Linked DNA regions of Pan troglodytes: region 2 is linked to region 1. The links are chromatin contacts, called in public Hi-C maps. All regions are on one chromosome and are shown on one strand. The core of a region is the stretch at or near the end of the contact, and the rest is flanking DNA. Distances in the headings are between cores, read along the strand shown.

Region 1 (3,297 bases), core at 97-2,596:
TTTTAGTTCATCAGCTATCATTAGTGTTAGTGTATTTTATGTATGGCCCAAGACAATTCTTCCAATGTGGCCCAGGGAAGCCGAAAGATTGAACACACCTATCTTGGGTGGTGTGACAGTCATTAAGGCTAGGAAGAAAATACATGGGAAGAAAGCAAGACCAGGAGACCCAGGAAGAAGTTTATCAAACACCGCTGGCTTTTTTAGAGGGTTTAGCCAGACTCCAGTGGTACAGACCCCAACTCCTCTCCTCCACACGGCCCTGCCCAGGCTCAGGTCTCCTCCGTGCACTCCTGGCTGGCTTCTCCTCTTTTGTCCCCTCTCCAGGAACACCCATGGTGCTTCAGGCTGCAGCAGCACACACTACATTTATGACATCGCCTTGGTGCCATTTTGTATGAATTAATCTTAGGAAGACACTGCTTGCCCAGGTTCAAGTGGGCAGATTGACTGCGGATCTCAAGTGGAGTGCAGACTCACTGGGGTCAAGAGTTATATCCTGTTCTCTGATCACCGGCCCCTGCAACATTCCTTGCCCCTCCAACCCTGCCTAAGTGAGCAGATAGTGGGCCCCCTCAGATATTTTCTGGAGGATTCCATGTCCTTCTTTCTCCACACTGTACCCCGTGGACTCCAGCCCAGCAGCCAGTGCTTTCAGAGCAGCCTCATCAGAGCTGCGGGGCTGAGGTTAAGTCTGCCAAGCTGTTACAGGACAGGGATCCCGATCCAGACCCCAAGAGCAGGTTCTTGGATCCCATGCAAGAAAGAATTCTGGGCAAGTTCACAGTGCAAAGTGAAAGCAAGTTTATTAAGAAAGTAGAGGAATAAAAGAACAGCTACTCCATAGAGCAGCCCCGAGGGCTGCTGGTTGCCTAATTGTATGGTTATTTCTTGATGATATACTAAACGAGGGGTGGATTATTCATGCCTCCCCTTTTAGACCATATTGGGTAACTTCCTGATGTTGCGATGGCATCTGTAAACTGTCTTGGCGCTGTTGGGAGTGTAACAGTGAGGACGACCAGAGGTCACTCTCGTCGCCATCTTGGTTTTGGTGGGATTTGGCCGGCTTCCTTACTGCAAACTGTTTTATCAGCAAGGACTTTATGACCTGTATTTTGTGCTGACTTCCTCTCTCATCCTGTGACTTTGAATGCCTTAACCATCTGGGAATACAGCCCAGCAGGTCTCATTGTAATTACCTAGCTCCTGTTTAAGACGGAGTTGCTGTGGTTCACAGGTCTCTGACAAAGCCACAGACCTGGACCAGAGCTGGGGGCTGCCAGGCTTATCCGTTCGTCCATGCTGTCCCTCTGTGTGTCCCCAGTTTGTTCCCTGTCTCGGCCATCAGATGGCACCACTATTCCACAGGTCACCCAGGACAGTTGGCCAGGTTTTGGAAGGGGCGCTCACCACCCTGCCGCTGCCCCTCCTTGCATGGGTGGCATTCCCAGAGCCAGCTGTACCCCTGCGGGCTGGAGCTGGGCTGGCCCTGCCAGCTGCATGGCACATGAGGACGCAGCCCCCTTCTGTGTGCTGAGAGCCATGAAGCAGTGGGGCAGGGGCTTAGTGGGACCCCCAGCGGCTCTCGACTAGGGAGGTCGAAGAGGACAGCGCGAGGAGTCTGGCTTCATCATTGAAATATTGGCTTTAAGGAAGCTCGAGGGGTCTGGCTTCATCATTGAAACACTGGCTTTAAGGAAGGTTCCTGAGGCCCCAGATCCAGGCTTCCTTCCTCTCCATCCGCCCCACCCCCACTCCCACTTTCCTGATTTGAGCAGGACATCCAAGCCTGTGCTGAGTATTCCCTAATGAGGGTCATGGTAGACAAAGGGGAGAATGTGCCTGGAGTACTCCCTGCCCAGGAAGCCACATTCCCCAAATCCTAGAGCATTTTCTTCCTAACGCCACTTCTATTAATAAGCCTTTCTAGTAACACTCAGCAAAGACACCATTCTAAAATGTATTTCCCCAATAAATGTATTTTGCCAATTGGCCCTTCTCTCCCGAGGCATAAAAATTGGATGATATTAAATAATCTTGATTTCAATCTAGTGCAACCAGGGCTCTTGTCACAACACCCCAAGACTTGTCCTACGACATGAGTATCTGTTGCCTCTGACCTTGGCCATGGGTCTCCACGTACTTTCCTTGTTATATAATTCTAGGGTTGTAAACAACCTGCAGGGCTTCTAATGGTGAGAAAGAGAAAGAACAAAGGAACACAACCTTAAACAATTTACTAACAGCTTAAAAGATACTAATATTTTAACTTAAAAGCCACATAGTCAATCTAGTATATGTGAACTGCACGCCAACAATCACATAAAAATACAGAGCAGACAGAATGTGCTATTGTAAAATATATTTTTGTTCTTTGACCCCCGTTTCCTGGCATACAACTTCTAAAATCCTTAGAATCTCCAGAGTGATGTCTTCTTGTATGCCAATGAACTGGTGGCTGGGGGCCCCTGGGTAACCCTGGGTTGGGGGTTAGACACTAGAAAGAGGAAGGCAGGATTAGAGGGTTGGGAGTTTCAGCCCCACCCCCAGCCTCTTGGGAGAGAAGAGGGGCTGAAGGTTAAAATGATCGCCAATGGCCAGTGGTTTAATCAATCATGGCTATGTAATGAAGCTTCCATTAACAACCCAAAAGGTCAGGGTTCTGAGAGATCTTAGGTAGCTGAACACCTGGAGGTTCCTGGAGGGTGGTGTCCCAGGAGGCATGGTAGCTCTGCGCCCTTCCCCTACACCTTGCCCTGTGCATCTCTTCGTCAGTGTTCTTTGTACTATCCTTTATAATAAACCTGTACATGTGATTCCCTAAGTTTTGTGAACCACTCTAGCAAATTAATTAGACCCAAAGAGGGGGTTGTGGGAACCCTGATTTATACCTGGTCAGTCAAGCACAGGTTAAAACAACCTGGCGCCTGTGATTGGCATCAAGAGTAGGGGTAGTCTTGTGGGACTGAGCCCTCACCCTGGGGAATCTGACACTATCTCCAGGTAGATAGCATCAGAGGTGAATTGGATTGGAGGATGCCCAGCTGGTATTCACTGCAGAATTGATTGCTTACTTGCTGGTGGGGAGAAACCCCCACATTTGGTCCCAGAAGTCCTCTGTGTTGATTTTTTTGGGGTAAGAGAATAGAAAAAGCACTTTGGTTGTTTTTTTCCACTCACACAGGGGTTGATCTATAAGTTCAGCCTTATTTTGAGTCCATGTAATCCCCAAGACAGGCCGGGCACCTGTAATTCCAGCACTTTGGGAGGGCAAGGCGGGCGAATCACTTGAGA
Region 2 (3,601 bases), core at 1,063-3,562, 400 kb after region 1:
AGACTTCTTCCACGTCAGCCCACAGCTCTCAAGAGATAGGGCTCCAGAAAAAAGAGCCAAGTGGGAGCCACATTGCCTTTTATGACTTAGTCCCAGAAGCCAAGCAGCATCACTTCTGCCAAATTCTCTTGGTCAAAGCAGTTAAAAAACTCTTTCCTGATGTAAAAGGCAAGAACAGGGCCAGGCGCTGTGGCTCACATCTGTAATCCCAGCACTTTGGGAGGCTGAGGTGAGCAGATCACTTGAGCCCGAGTTCAAGACCAGCCTGAGCAACATGATGAAACCCCACCTCTACCAAAAATACAAAAAATTAGCCAGGCATGGTACACACCTGTAGTCCCAGCTACTCATGGGGGCTGAAGTGGGAGGATCACCTGAGCCCAGGGAGGTCAAGGCTGCAATGAGCCGTGACCGCCCCACTGCACTCCAGGCTACGCGACAGAGTGAGGCCCTGTCTCTAAATAAATAAATAGAAGGTGAGAACATAGACCCCACCTCTTGATGGAGGAGTGTCAGTGTCACATGGTAAGAAGGGTATGTGGGGTGAGATCCATATTAGAGCAGCTATGTTTGGGAAACACACTCTGCCACAACCAAAAACCACTGGATTACCAAACCGTTGAAACAGACCTTGAAATAACCACCTATTTGCCACTCACAAAATTCATTTCATAAGACACAGCTCAAATGTCCCTTCCTTTTGGGAATCACGTGCTGATATGCCCCAGCTTACACAGCGCTTTGTAAAGATGCCTACTCTCTCACTCGGCTTATTCTATTGTCATTTTCATAACAGGATTGTAATCAGGCAGGTACGATCATACTATATTAGCCAATCATTTTACTAGTCAATCAATATGACATCATAGGGCAGCTTTGCAAAGAGCCCTCAGATTGATGGAGAAGAGATACTTTTAGGGAAGCCAGAAGCAACGCTTTGCACAGAAAACAAAGGACAGCAAAGAGAAAAGAATCAGCAACTCAGAGAAGAAAAACTGGATCACACAAAGATGGAAAAAATATATACATATACAGACATGGGTTTTTGTGCTTTTCCCCTCCAGAAGCTGAGTTGAAAGCATTGCCCCAAAGCAGTGATTCTCTTTTCTTTTTTCTTTTTTTTGAGATGGAGTCTGGCTCTGTCTCCCAGGCTGGAGTGCAGTGATGCCATCTCGGCTCACTGCAGGCTCCGCCTCCCGGGTTCACGCCATTCTCCCGCCTCAGCCTCCCGAGTAGCTGGGACTACAGGCGCCCGCCACCACGCCCGGCTAATTTTTTTGTATTTTTAGTAGAGACGGGGTTTCACCATGTTAGCCAGGGTGGTCTCGATCTCCTGACCTCGTGATCCGCCCACCTCGGCCTCCCAAAGTGCTGGGATTACAGGCGTGAGCCACCGCGCCCGGCCCCAAAGCAGTGATTCTCAAACCTCAGCTACGTCAGGGTCACCGGGAGGGCCTGGGTCTGGTGAAATACCCCCAGTTTCTGATTCAGTGGGCCAGGGTGGGGCCTGAGAACCTGCATTTTCGCAGATTCCCAGGCGATGCTTCTGCTGGTCGTCCGATCCCAGGCTTCAAGAACCAGTACCCACTTTGTGAGGCCGAGGTGGGAGGATTGCTTGGATCCTTGAGTTCGAGACCAGCCTGGCCATCATAGGGAGAACCTCCCCACCCCCAACCCCGCCACAGTTCTATTTTTTTTTTTTTTAAATTAAAAAATAACTGGGCGTGGTGGCGCTGGCCTGTGGTCCCAGCTACTCCGGAGGCTGAGGTGGGAGGATCGCTTAAGCCCGGGAGGCGGAGGTTGCAGTGAGCTGTGGTGGTGCCACTGCACTCCAGCCTGGGCACAAGAACGAGACCCTGTCTCAAGAAAGATGAAAAGGAATATACTGGAGATTCTGAAGGCAATGACCACACTGACCACAGGTGAAACCCCGCAAAGACGGAGGAACCCAAAGAGCCACGAGAGCTGTGGGTGGAGACGGCCCAGGAGGCTGCAGCGGCCTGCTTTCAACAGCATACTTCTGGGTGGGACCCCCCCGGGGCGGACACCGCCGCTCCCCTTGGCCGCGGTGGCGGGCGCCCCCTCCCGACGCCCTTGGGTAGTGCAACCCGGACCGCACAGCGGAGCGGCCGGCCCCCAGGTGGGCGGGGCCAACCCGGACCAGCCTCCCGCCGCCTCAAGTCCTTGCGTTGCTGGGACGGCAGGCCGCCGCGAAGACAGTCCCCGCCCGCCGGGTGGGCGGGCCCAAGGAGACCGCCGCGCTCTTCCCCCCGGGCCTTGATTGGTCAGCGTCGCCCTTGCGCGATGACGTCGTGCCTGGGCGGAAAGTTTGCGAGAGTAGCGCGGGAGCTGAGAAGTTGGAGGGTTGGGTTGGTCCCGGCAAGGCCTTGAGCAGTTTGTTCCGCTGTCTTCCCGCTTCCTGGTGCCCCGACTGCGTCCCCACGAACGCCCCGTCCTTACCGCCGGCTGCTGTGGAGTGCCTCGCTGTCTCCCAGGTCCCCGAGTGAGCGTCGAATGGGACCTCTGTGGCTAGGGCAGGCCTGTGTGGGTGGCCCTGAGAGGGAGGAGGGGAGGGGGATGTTCGCAGTTTCCTTGCGACCCCAGGGACTTTGTCCCCGCCATCCACCTCCTTAGGCCTTTGGGGTCGCCGACTGGTCTAATGTCGCCGGCCCTTGTGGCTCTGGGAAATTAGCATTGATTAATCTTCCTAACAATTTTTGTTTTTATAGAGACAGGATCTCCCTATGTTGCCCAGGCTGGTCTCGAACTCCTGGGCTCAAGGTATCTTCCTGCCTCGGCTTCCCAAAGTGCTGGGATTACAGGCGTGAGCCCGGCCAGCTCCTAATAATGTTAAGTGCTTGCTAGGAGTCAAGCGCTGTGCTGAGCGCAGGGGCTTCCCAGGTCATTGCGTCCCCAGTGCTTAGTGCCAGGCACTGAGCAGAAGCGCGATTCGTATTTGAACTAAAACGAACCCCGTCCCTGAGGAACAAGACCTCTACTGGGAAGTCAAAGAAATGAATAGTGATTGTATGGTGTGATGGGTGCTCAGCTCTTGGTGGACGGAAGTAAAGGGGAGGCTTGTTTGAGAAACGGATACCTGACCTAAGCCTTGGAGGAAGAGGCAGACACTGGAAAACTAGAGTCCCTGCGTTCTCTCACCACTTGCTAAAGGGCCTCTACAACCCCAGGAAACCTCAATAAACCTTTCCTTTCTCCAGATAGATGTCTGTTCTTGCAGATAATTAGAAAACGCATTGCAGAGTATTGGTTCTTTCCCTCTCATTAGGTTCCTGGTTTCAGAGAAGATGACCGAAGAACTGGATTTCCTGGGACAGGACTCTGATGGGGGTAGTGAGGAAGTGGTCCTAACTCCTGCAGAGCTCATTGAAAGATTGGAGCAGGTAAGCATCCCAGATCGAATCCCTTTGCTCCAGTCAGCCTTTTTATTTAGTTCAACTGTGAATATCAGGGATCACAAAATGAGGAAACGGAATTTGGGGCTTATTTCAGAACAGGGACTGGATCTTAACCATCTACATGGAAACGGGAAGCAAGAAGGACATCCTGTGTTAGAGACCTCATCATATCAAACACAGCATCC

The links. A called contact is a pair of places that touch in the nucleus more often than the background predicts.
Region 2: a contact with region 1 is called in a Hi-C map of induced pluripotent stem cells, with 1.8 times the contacts expected there. The contact joins the promoter of GINS4 here to the enhancer-like site in region 1. A contact is called at or near these places in 2 of 7 Hi-C or Micro-C datasets (both in induced pluripotent stem cells).

Annotation. Positions count from the first base shown.
Region 1 is chr7:49,427,280-49,430,576 of NHGRI_mPanTro3-v2.0_pri, forward strand. No RefSeq gene overlaps it. Among named protein-coding and RNA genes, the nearest start is that of SFRP1, 180 kb to the right of the region's middle. Within about 2 kb of position 1,347, at least 5 of the 24 cell types and tissues checked have an H3K27ac peak or open chromatin away from gene starts, as enhancers often do. A contact at or near this core is called in induced pluripotent stem cells, where this site is marked.
Region 2 is chr7:49,829,488-49,833,088 of NHGRI_mPanTro3-v2.0_pri, forward strand. It overlaps GINS4 (GINS complex subunit 4), which reads left to right and starts at 2,313. Exons shown (of 9, transcript XM_063817054.1): 1 at 2,313-2,495; 2 at 3,287-3,401. The coding sequence starts at 3,306.